Linked DNA regions of Sus scrofa: region 1 is linked to region 2. The links are chromatin contacts, called in public Hi-C maps. All regions are on one chromosome and are shown on one strand. Each heading gives the region's core, a stretch centred on a gene start, on an enhancer-like site or on the middle of the called end of the contact. The rest is flanking DNA. Distances are from core to core; before and after follow the strand shown.

Evidence for each region. Hi-C and Micro-C count contacts between places; a contact is called where the count stands out from the background.
Region 1: a Hi-C map of embryonic fibroblasts shows a contact between it and region 2, with 2.0 times the contacts expected there. The contact joins the promoter of DDX20 here to the promoter of ST7L in region 2. A contact is called at or near these places in 1 of 47 Hi-C or Micro-C datasets (embryonic fibroblasts) and 1 of 2 datasets of contacts at active chromatin or transcription factors (alveolar macrophages).

The regions. Positions count from the first base shown.
Region 1 is chr4:108,632,783-108,638,302 of Sscrofa11.1, reverse strand. It overlaps DDX20 (probable ATP-dependent RNA helicase DDX20), which reads left to right and starts at 1,921. Exons shown (of 12, transcript XM_001928544.4): 1 at 1,921-1,972; 2 at 2,158-2,528; 3 at 3,205-3,299; 4 at 5,349-5,517. The coding sequence starts at 2,207.
Region 2 is chr4:107,818,400-107,823,964 of Sscrofa11.1, reverse strand. It overlaps ST7L (suppressor of tumorigenicity 7 protein-like), which reads right to left and starts at 1,487. Exons shown (of 17, transcript XM_013988151.2): 1 at 1,253-1,487. The coding sequence starts at 1,460. It overlaps CAPZA1 (F-actin capping protein subunit alpha 1), which reads left to right and starts at 2,159. Exons shown (of 10, transcript NM_001097454.1): 1 at 2,159-2,197. The coding sequence starts at 2,159.

The DNA.
Region 1 (5,520 bases), core at 672-3,171, 810 kb before region 2:
GAGGAAAAATTTCATTAATTTGTGTTTTTAGTTACGGCAATAGAATTCATCCCTAGTAACATTACTGCAATATTCGTGTCCATAAAACTGTAAACAACAAAAGCAATAACACAATGTCTATAAAACTATAAGTGTTCTTCTCTGGGAAAGTAGGGTTTTTCTCTTGGGATGAGAGCTGGCTTTTTCATGGGTGATTGGTATGAGTTCTACAGAACTATTGCTGGGAGCATGAAAATCCGGCTCCATAAAAATCAGTTTGAGCAAGAAAAGGTCCACTCTTCAAAGTTGATTAGGTCCACCAAGGGCCTGGTACTGGGCTGGAGGGCATAGGGCAATGAAATTTCCATCCTTTTGAAACTCGTAGCTTAGTGAGAAGGATGGAGATTTAAAGAAGTAAACAAAAGACAAATAAATAAATAAATAAATAAATAAAGAAGTAAACAGAACAAAGTAAGAGCTGGGCTGGAATCATTTATTGTGAGAAGTGGGAGCCTGGAACTAAAAAAAGGCTGTCAGAAGGAACAGGATCTGAAGCTGGACCCAAGCAACCTAAGATATCCACTGAAGAAAGATCACTCCAGCACCTGTGGGTGGGTGGCTGGGAGAGAAGAAACCCTGCCTGGGGGGGGGGGAATTATTCAGGAGGTTGTTGCAACAGTTACCATGATGAAGGGACCTAAGAATAGAACAGATGCTATGGAGACTGGAGAAAAGAAATGGATGAAATACTTGGAGGCAAAATTACCAGCCCTCGCGTAATTGTTAGGGGAAAGGGATAGTGGAGGGTGGAATATAGAGCAAGTCCCAGGTTTGGGATTTGGGGATTAGGTAGATGAGGAAAGTGGGGTACTTACTAAGAGAAAGTGTGGAAAGCCCACTCCCAACAGCCCTCCTTCTTTCATATGAACAGCTGACATTTTCTCAATGTTCTGTAAATTTCTAAGAAAAAATGCATCCTGAAGACCCCTTTCCAATGGATTGCCATGCCAAAGTCCCTCCTACACCCTTTGGAATCTGAATTGAGTGTGTGTGTGTGTGTGTGTCTCGGAGAAGGGAAGAATGAGACCAGTGAGAGAGAATGACCAGAATTATGGTATAAGGACAAAGGAAAAAGTTAGGGTTCGGTGCAGAATAACTTTAGATTTGGAACTGTGAAAAGGTTTGGTTCCAGAAATCCTTACACTTGGAGGACTTTGTTATCGGAGCTCGTTTATTCAGTAAATATCGAGCACCATGTCGGACTGGTTTTTTCTGATGAGAGATACTGCAGAGAACAAGAGAGAATAGGTCCCTGCCCTCATACAGTGGGGGAGACAGACAATAAACACAAATGACTTCAGCTAATGCTAAGTACCATGAAGAAAAATAAAGCAGAAGGGATCAGAGAGTAGGGGGAAACGCCAGGGAGCCGCCGGGATGGGGGAGCTATCTCAGGGTGTTTAGGAAAAGTCCTCTTTGACAAGGTGACATCTGAGCAGACTTAGGTAAAGACTGTTGTCATCCATGAGATGCCGGTGGGGAAAGGACAGAAGCTACACACAGAAAACGCTAAATCTGAGCTATCAGACATCGAATGGAGGTGTTGAGAAGGAGGTGGATGTAACAGGTCTGGAGTTGAGAGAGGCCTAAGGTGGAGATATGGATTTGGAAGTTGTCAGCACAATTTAATTTACTTCGATCAGACCTCACTGTGTGCCAGGGGCTGGGGCAGAGATGAGTACAGCGGCACGTGAGGAGGCTGCAAGTTGGGGCGGGCCAGGGATGGGGATCGGGAGGAATGGACGGCGGAGCCGAGGTCCGGGGGCGGGACCGTGACGCACTGGGCGCATCACAAAAGGCAGCATTGTGAGGCTGGCGACGGGGCGGTGCACGGCTGGGAGGACCCGCCCACAGAGGGCTGGGGGGGCGGGGCGGCGCTCCCACCGTGAGCGCGCGGCGCCCTCTGCAGGCCGCAGGCGGCGGCGTCACACAGGTAGCCTCAGTCTCCCTCTCCTCCCTTTTCCCGCCTTCCTCAGGCCACAGTTTTTCCTTGTAGCTGCTGTTTCCGAGTCTTTCTAAGCCTCCGACTTCCGTCCCTTGCCCCTCCTCTTCGAGGCCCGCCTGTCTGTGTCTTCGCGGGAAGACTGCCAATAAAGTTTTTCCTCTTCTCGCTCTCAGGCGCCTCGCCTCGCCCCCAAATACCGCGAGATCCGGCGGCGCGGCTCCCATGGCGGCGGCGACGACGGAAGCCCCAGCGGCCTTAGCGACCGTGGAGCCTGCGATGCCCGCGGAACCTGCGATGCCCGCGGAGCAGGTGGCCGGGCAGTTCTCGGCCTCAGAGCCAGCCTCCCTGCCCGTGCGGAGCCTTCGGACGGCTCACGACGTCGGCGGCCCGCGGACCCGCACCGGGGACGTGCTGTTGGCAGAGCCGGCGGACTTCGAGTCGCTGCTGCTGTCCCGGCCGGTGCTGGAGGGGCTGCGGGCGGCCGGATTCGAGCGACCGTCGCCCGTGCAGCTCAAGGCCATCCCTCTAGGGCGCTGCGGACTCGGTGAGGGCGGGGGCCCTGGAGGGCGGGAGGGAGGAAGGGGGGCAGCGGCGGCTGGGCCCGCGGCGAGGGCGGGGGACGCCCCACGCTCGCGAGCCTCAGTTTCTGCCTCTGTCAAACGGAGGCTCAGTCCTGAATTTGAAGGTGATTAAGGTCCATTGCACACCGACCAGTGGGTCTAGGCTTGAGAGGATAAACGGTAGTAAGGATCTCATCCTGGATTAGAGTAGGCCATAAATGCAATGACAAGAGTCCTTAGAAGAGAAGGGAGACGGAGAAGAGAGCCATGTGAAATGGAGGCGGAGATCGGAGTTAATGCGCTCCAAACCAAAAAATGTCTGGAGGCATCAAAAGCTGGAAGACACAAGGAAGGATTGAACCAGTGAACTTTTGGAGGGAAAGTGGCCCCGCTGTTTTCATACTTCTAGCCTCCAAAACTTTGAGGACATAAATTCCTGCTTTCTAGGCCAGAAGAAAAAAAATAAAAGAAATAAATGATAGAGGTCCAGAGAGGAAGCATGTGTCTGGATATGGCCTCATACCTTTTTTTAAGAGTTAACTTAAAACGAAGGTGCTAACGTTAGGTGATTCCTGGAGACCGTTCTAGTTCTGGGATTTCATGTTGGTACCTCATCTTCCGTCTGTCCTAGCTAGTGATAATTTTTTTTTTCCTCCTCAGATTTAATTGTTCAAGCTAAGTCTGGCACTGGGAAAACCTGTGTATTTTCCACCATTGCTTTGGACTCTCTTGTCCTTGAAAACTTAAGCACCCAGGTGAGTTTAGCTCAGAGGACCCAAAGGAGGGTATGTTATGTGGATTTTACTACAGGGCAGATGAAATACCAGTAACTCATCAGAGGTAGAAGTAAATTTGGTGAATGACTGCGTTAAGACATATGGAAAGTAGGCATTGAGGCTGTTGAGTGGTGGTGGTGCGAATGGTGACCATTATACATTATGTTATTATATATTATACATTATATTGTGTTACAGAAACTTGGACATTTCTGTCATTACTCCTGTTAAATAAAATAAATCTGCCAAGTGTGTCAGTTTTGTCATTACTTGAAACTACAGATAAGGAGTCTTTGTTCTTTTATTTGCTCCTGGGTTGTAGTGAGGTTTAGCATTTGGCCTGATTCATGGTAATGAGGTGCTGATAATTGCGGGTGGTTCTTCCAGTGAATGCATCATATTGATCTCCCTTCTTCTGGGTTCTTTCTGAGTAGATCTAAGAGAGCCTTACCTAAATTAACAGGGATTGGATTTGGGGATCATTTCTCTCCAAAGATTTGTTGAGCCCCTGTTATGTATAAACAGTATGCCAGGCACTGGGGATACGAAGATGAATCAGTTAGGATCCTTATACTCTTACCGTGTGATTATGCAGTTACGACAGACTGTATTTCAAGTTCTCAGTCATGTAAATCTGATGGTGATTCTTCAGCAGTGTTTTTTAACCCAGATACCCATATTCATCTTCTGTAAAGCTTTTTTTTTTTTTTTTTTTTGTCTTTTTGCTATTTATTGGGCCGCTCCCACGGCATATGGAGGTTCCCAGGCTAGGGGTCGAATCGGAGCTGTAGCTGCCGGCCTACACCAGAGCCGCAGCAACACTGGATCCAAGCCGTGTCTGCAACCTACACCACAGCTCACGGCAACGCCGGATCGTTAACCCACTGAGCAAGGGCAGGGACCGAACCCGCAACCTCATGGTTCCTAGTCGGATTCGTTAACCACTGCGCCACGATGGGAACTCCCTGTAAGGCTTTTTGAGTCCTACCATCTCTCTGCCCAATCCTGAGTGATGCTGCACATAGTCCCACTTCCCAAGGACCTCCGCTAGTCTCATGACTTGAGATAGAAGTAGTTGAGATTTTGGCTTCTGACAATTTGCCAGCAGGTCAAATGCCTAAGCTCTGAATGAGTTCCATAAGTAAGATTTTTTATTAACTTAAGATCTTTGTGGTATCAAAGTCATGCATATTCATTTTTGAAAATTGGGAAAATTCTGAAAAAGGAGAAGTACCCAAACCAAAATATAATCTCACCCAGAGAGAAACTGCTATTCACAGTTTGGCGTATTTTCTTCTAGTCTTTTTAAGCGGTTTTTTCCTTCTCATAGTTGAGAACATGTAATTTCACCTTCTTTTCTTACAGTCGTTGTATTGCACAGTTTTCACCACGGCTCTCAAGGCCTTTCATGACCGAGCCTCTGGAGCTAGATCTCTGACCCTGATTTGGTTCAGCCACATGGGCCTCCTTGCTGGTCCCCAAAACACCAAGAACCCTACCATGTTAAAGCCTTGGCATTTGCTGTTTCCTCTTCCTGAAAATAATTCCCTGGGTGTCCCAAGCTAGCTAGCTCTATGGGTACATTTAGGTCTCTGCTCAGAAGTTCTCTCTTTAGAGGGGCCTTCCTTCACTGCCCCATTTAAAATGCCTTCTTCCCTTCCTTTGTCTTTCTCTTTTCCCTATTTTATTTTCTTCATAGCACTTTACATTATCAGCTGTTATTTATATGTTTGTTTAGTGTATGTCTTTCATTCAAGAATGAAAGCGCCGTGAGAACAAGGACTTTGTATTAACTGTTGACTCCACAGCAACATGTATGTTGCCTCAGGCATAGGAGGTTCTATCTGATATATATCAAACGAGTACATGAATGAATGAATGGACTAGTTTCCCTTATTTAAAAAAACTCATTATTTAAAATGATCGCATAAATGAAAAATAGCTTATCCTATAATGAACGTTCTGATCACATGTATTTACTTACCGACTTGTTAAAGGTTTATTTTATTTTTGTTTTTTTTTTTTAAGATTTTGATCTTGGCTCCTACAAGAGAAATTGCTGTACAGATCCATTCTGTTATTACAGCCATTGGAGTAAAAATGGAAGGCTTAGAATGTCATGTGTTTATTGGAGGGACTCCATTATCACAAGACAAAACCAGACTTAAAAAGTGTCATATTGCGGTTGGTTCTCCTGGTA
Region 2 (5,565 bases), core at 238-2,737:
GTCAGCTAGAGAAGCAAAAGAGCCTAAAGAGAATAGCAACAAACTAAGGAGCTCCCAGACCTGATTCACTGAAAACCTGGACCAGATTCTTCACTTCAAATAACTATCTCATAAACACTTTGGGTTTTAGAAATAAATAGAAATCTATAAAGTCATTGACTCTCATCTAAATGGTGTATCTAGTTAATATGTAAAATAAGATAAAATAAAATAAAATAAAACCGATATACTCAATAAGGAACTTTTCACTGAGTGTACAAACCACAAAACTTCATTAACCTGTAACAGAAACATCAAATTAGCTTTTTCATTCTAAGAAGGCCAATTTATTATGTTTTAGTGTTAGTTGTATCTGAATTTCCATACTATTTCTTAAAAAATCCGAAATATTTCAGAACATTATCTCACAGTCTTTCGATTGAAAAGGAGACATTTGCCTTCTCTTGCTACAGAAAAATAAACTACGGTGCTGTCAGTCACAATCCTCACAAAACAGAAATACTTCCATCTTAATCTGAGGTTGCCAACTTGTAATGACATAAAAAAAGGCCCTGGCTCCCATCCACTTTTCCTGGCTACAGCTAAAGAATAATATTTGCAGAATCCAAGCGATCATCACCTCTTACACGTCTTCTGTCGGCACCACAAATGTCGAAAGAACTAAGAACCCACTGCTGTTTGTGGCTCTTTTTCTTTTGACTTCCTGTACTATTCTATTCTATTACTCAAGATAAAGCCTAAAACAGAACGGACAAAAACAGCACGAAAACAATTTCTTGACAAAACTATTTTAAAACATGAGAATGGTTGGCTAGGATCGTGGTGTTTTCTTTCTTTTAGATTTTTGTTGTCTGGGTATATGGATTCTCAGTTGAGCGGCAGGAGAATTAAAGGAACTTTTTTCAAGGCATCCTACCAGTGATGGGTGTTTATAAATTCTGCATCCAAGTCTGAAAACGCTCTCATCTGTCCTACCACCTGAAGCTTACAGTTTTTCAGGTGCGTTTTTGCTCGGGTGAACAACTGACGAGAGAGGGCGGAACTTCAAGAGCTCTAGGGAGGAGCCGGTAGCTGCAGCTCAGGTTTGACAATCAGCTGCGAAGCGGAGACCCAAGAGAAAAAGAACCCACTCGCTCACCGGCTCATTCTACGAAGCCCTCCAAAAACTATTGAGAATCTCTGCCCTTTGGTCCTCGCCCCCCGCACCTCTCCTGGCCCCCTTCCCGCCCTCGGGGAGCTCTGGGCCTCTCACCCGCTGCCAAATTCTCACACAGCCTCAGCGGGACCCTTAGAGCGTAAAGCAGCCCCAGCCCCGCCACGAACCACAGCGAGGCCCCAGTGCCCGCCAGGCCGGCGCGTAGCCGCTCCCTCCAGCCCAGCGAAGGGCTCAGGCCGGGAGCAGGTGCTGGAGGAGATGCCGCAGCAGTTGCTGCTTCACCTACGCCGTCACCGTCCGCCATCTTGCCGCTCTCGCAGGCGCCGCGAGTTGGGAGGGTTAGAAGGGCAGGAAACCGGGAGTCGGGAATCCTGGGATAGTGGAGGACCTGAAGTTGGCCTCCGTGAAGGCTGAGAGCCCCAGGGAGCCAGGACCGAGAAGATTTGGAAGGTGGAGGAGTGTTCCAAAATAGGGCTACCTATTCCTTCCGAGGGCGGGAAGGGCCGGATAGCGGCAGCTATTGGACGGAGATGTGACCCCGAAGTGAAGTGTTTTGCCTCCATACGAGTGAGTCACGATTCACCCCATCCCTGGGGTTGAAAAGCCACCGACCGTTTCAGAGTCCGAGCAGTACTCAGCCCTTTGGACTCGGCTGCATGGATAGCTTTGGTACTGGGAAAATCTACCGGAGCAGCAACTGCCGTTTGGTCAGCTGGAGCGTGGGCGCCAATACCAGTCGAAACACGCACCTAGCGTCCCACAGATGAATGGGGAAATGAATGCAACTCAGTGCGAAAGATACTAGACTTAAAGTTATTTTAGGCAAGCCGACTTACTGGAGTCCCGGCGCCAAAGCCATCCCCCCGCCCGTAACTGACATGGCGCCCTCGCGGTCAGCGTTTCCGGGCGGGTCCTTCCGACGGCTTTCGCTGTGATTCCATCACTCGGCTTCCTTCCCGGCCTGCCTCGCGCCAGGCCCCGGCTCAGCCAGAGCAGCCCAAGATGGCCGACTTCGAGGATCGGGTGTCGGATGAGGAGAAGGTAAGGGGTCCGCCTTTCTCTCACCTGCTCCCGCGACAGGGAACCGCGCCCCGACCTGGCTGACGTGGGAACCCTGGCTGTGCCCCCAGGAGAAAGAAGCCTCTCGGCCTGTGCTGGCATATGCTCTCCGCAGTCGGGACGCTTCCTTCTTGAGGGGCTTTCCTCTGCCTCACGGTGGCCCCAGTTCCCCATTCCTCAAGTCTCTTTTCCTCCGGGCCTGAGGCACAGCCCAGTGGCCTTCCTGCGAGAGAAGAGACTCCGTTATTGAACCGTGACCATGGGCTCTTTTTTTTTTTTTTTTTTTGTAATTATAGAGAGGGGGCGACAATGGTCGCGACATAGGCAGTTATTTTACCGCCTTGAGCTGTTGGGGCTCACCCCATCCCCCCATTTTAAGGTATGATTGGGGCTAGTTTAGGGCGAGTCACTTCCTGGTCGGGGTGGCCTCTTAACTTCCCCTTTACTCCTCCTTCCTCAGGAAGTGATTTTGCTGTCACGATTCCTCGACTGGGAGAGGTCCCTAAAATGTTGGCTGACTATCCACACACACCTCTCTTCCCACATACTATGGGCTGAACTAATAGGCAGTAATAAATGTGTGAGCCTCAGAACATTTGCTTCAGAATTTGAACTTCCCTGTAGACACTCCCTGGATTGTATGTATACGCTTCCCCCCCGCCCGTGATTCCATCCCTTGCTTCTTACATCCTCTTAACGATATTTTCTGAAAAATAATTTTCAAATTTTTTTGTTAACAAATCAAGAACAGCCAACGGATTTTTCCCTTTAACTCAAAGGTTTTATGTAGAACATACTACTCATGTTAACACATTCAAGTCTGGACAAAGCATCTTCTTTGATGCTCCACTGTGGTGTCTTTGATTATAGTTGAACTTGAGAGTGTGCAATTTGTGCACTTACTTATTAAAAAGTGTCTTAAATACAAGAGAATATTCTACCTTAGGTGGAATAACTTTTTTCCTGACAGCTGCACACCTTAACAGTTTGTCAGGCCTTTTAGTAACTATGTTAAAGATTTTAGAACCTCTGGAAATTACAGTAATTTCACTACATAACAGGACAAGAATTATGTCTTGTTTCACGCAGTGGCTTTTACAAAATGTGCACTCTTGAATGCTCTGTAAATGTATCTGGCCTCTTTCCTTTTTTAATAAGAGAGATTGGGATGAGAAGGGGACTATTTACCATCCAAGAGTAGTCAGTACAGAACAATTTGGTATGACATACTTAGATATACCATGTCATTTTGAAATGCTGAGGAATATGCTAAACAGAAGCCATTGAACAACACTTCAACATTAGATTTTTCTCTTACTTGGAAATTGATTCTCATAAATATATAAGATTTGGGGGAAAAGGGCATTTTATATTGTATGTGAACTTATTGCTACCGGGAAAACTATAATAAAATATTTATAATGTTTATTCTAAAGCAAGCAGTTATGAGTCAGATGAAATTAAATTACAGAGAAAATCATGGGCTAACAGAACATTTGGTAGCCCAGCCGATGCTCTACTTACCTTAAGCAAAAATGCTATTACAGGAAAATTTCGCTAAGAATTTAGATAACAATTCTGTTCCCAAGCAATACTACGTTTACCAATGTCGAGTTTTTGCTTCTTGAAACAGTGTTAGAATGCCTTTTTTTTTTTTTTTTTTTTTTTTTTTTTTTTGCTATTTCTTGGGCCGCTCCCGCGGCATATGGAGGTTCCCAGGCTAGGGGTCGAATCGGACCTGTAGCCACCGGCCTATGCCAGAGCCACGGCGACGCCGGATCGATAACCCACTAAGCAAGGGCAGGGACCGAACCCGAAACCTCATGGTTCCTAGTCGGATTCGTTAACCACTGCGCCACGACGGGAACTCCTAGAATGCCTTTTTAATTAAACTTGGGGAAAAAAATATGTGTTTCAAAGTGCAAATTAAGATATCTTTGGATATTGACAGTGTTAAAATCAGTAGCATTAATAGCTTTGATTTTATAACAGCGGATCTGTGACCAATTTTCTGATACCTCCCAGCATACTTCTTTTAATGCTTAGTTTTAGTAATGATGGAGCAAGCAAATCGTAATTAGTAAGTTAAATCTACTGCCAGAAAATGTTGATGAATTTCATATTCAGTGCACAAGTTTTAGATTAGCTATCTTGTCTTTGTTAGTGTAGATAATTAAAAATAGCTGATTTTTTAAAAATCTCATATAATAAATTCATAGGATTTGAGATTACTGAAATTTTGTTAGGTTTTTATTTCCAGAGATGAACTGATCTGTATTTCTCTGTTGTGGCTCTTTATAAGTAAAAAGAAAGGGCTTTGACTTGTAAGGTTACTTTAATTCCTCTTCAGCTTTGTACCTAACCTACCTTGACCTCTTTACCTCCAGGCTCCTGATGCCTTTTAACTGAATTCAAAAATTGAAAAATTATTTTTCCAAAAAGACTTGCTGATATGAATATCTTAGCATTCATAAACAAGTGACCCTTAAGTGAGATTCTTGTTGTAGAAAACTTTTACAACCAAGGCACCATTACAAACAAGTTATTTTCAGCCTTAGTTTGTGTTGATTCTTCTTTGAAGGAACTGTAACATTTTCATTTTTTTCTTTTTAAATAAGACTTCAACTGCATTCGATAGGATTTTTTTAATGCATGTGTGTCATGATGCCAAATACATTTTAATACTGCTTTTTATTTTTGTTACGTTTTCTGAAAGCAGTGAACCCAGAGGTGAATTTGGTGGCAATGGTCTCTGATTTCCTTGCAAGTACTTCTATAAAAGTTAATAAGGTCAATCATTCTCATAACTAACTGCTATAGTTTTTAATTACTTTATAAAGAGGAAGTTGGGTTTTTTAACTTCTGCATTGTTACCTGAAATGGTCATGATGAGCTGCCTAAATAAAACAGGAAGTTGAAAGTGTAATAACTTGCAGAAATAAATGCTTTTAGTCTTATCCTCGAGTTCAGTTTCTGAGAATGAGCTCTACTCCTCTAGTTATTTAGACTCTTTAGTATTTGGTTCCAAATGCTTAACAAGACCAAAATGACAAAAATACCATAATTAGGAAACTTGAATTATGAAGTTAATTACTTGTTTGGGTTCTTTGCACAGTTTCCTTTATTTCATGATTCAACATTTTAAAAACATAAATGCAGACATAATTTTAGGGCTGAAAAATGTGCTATTTTTTTTCCTCTTTAGCCTAACTAGTAGAATATTTGTGTATAGCTTCAAAAATGCTATAACTGAAAAATTATCTTCTGTGCTTTAAATTTAGACAATATCATCTTTAAGGTACTTTTTGAAAAACAGGTTTATCAAAATTATTTAGGAAAGATGTGGAAAA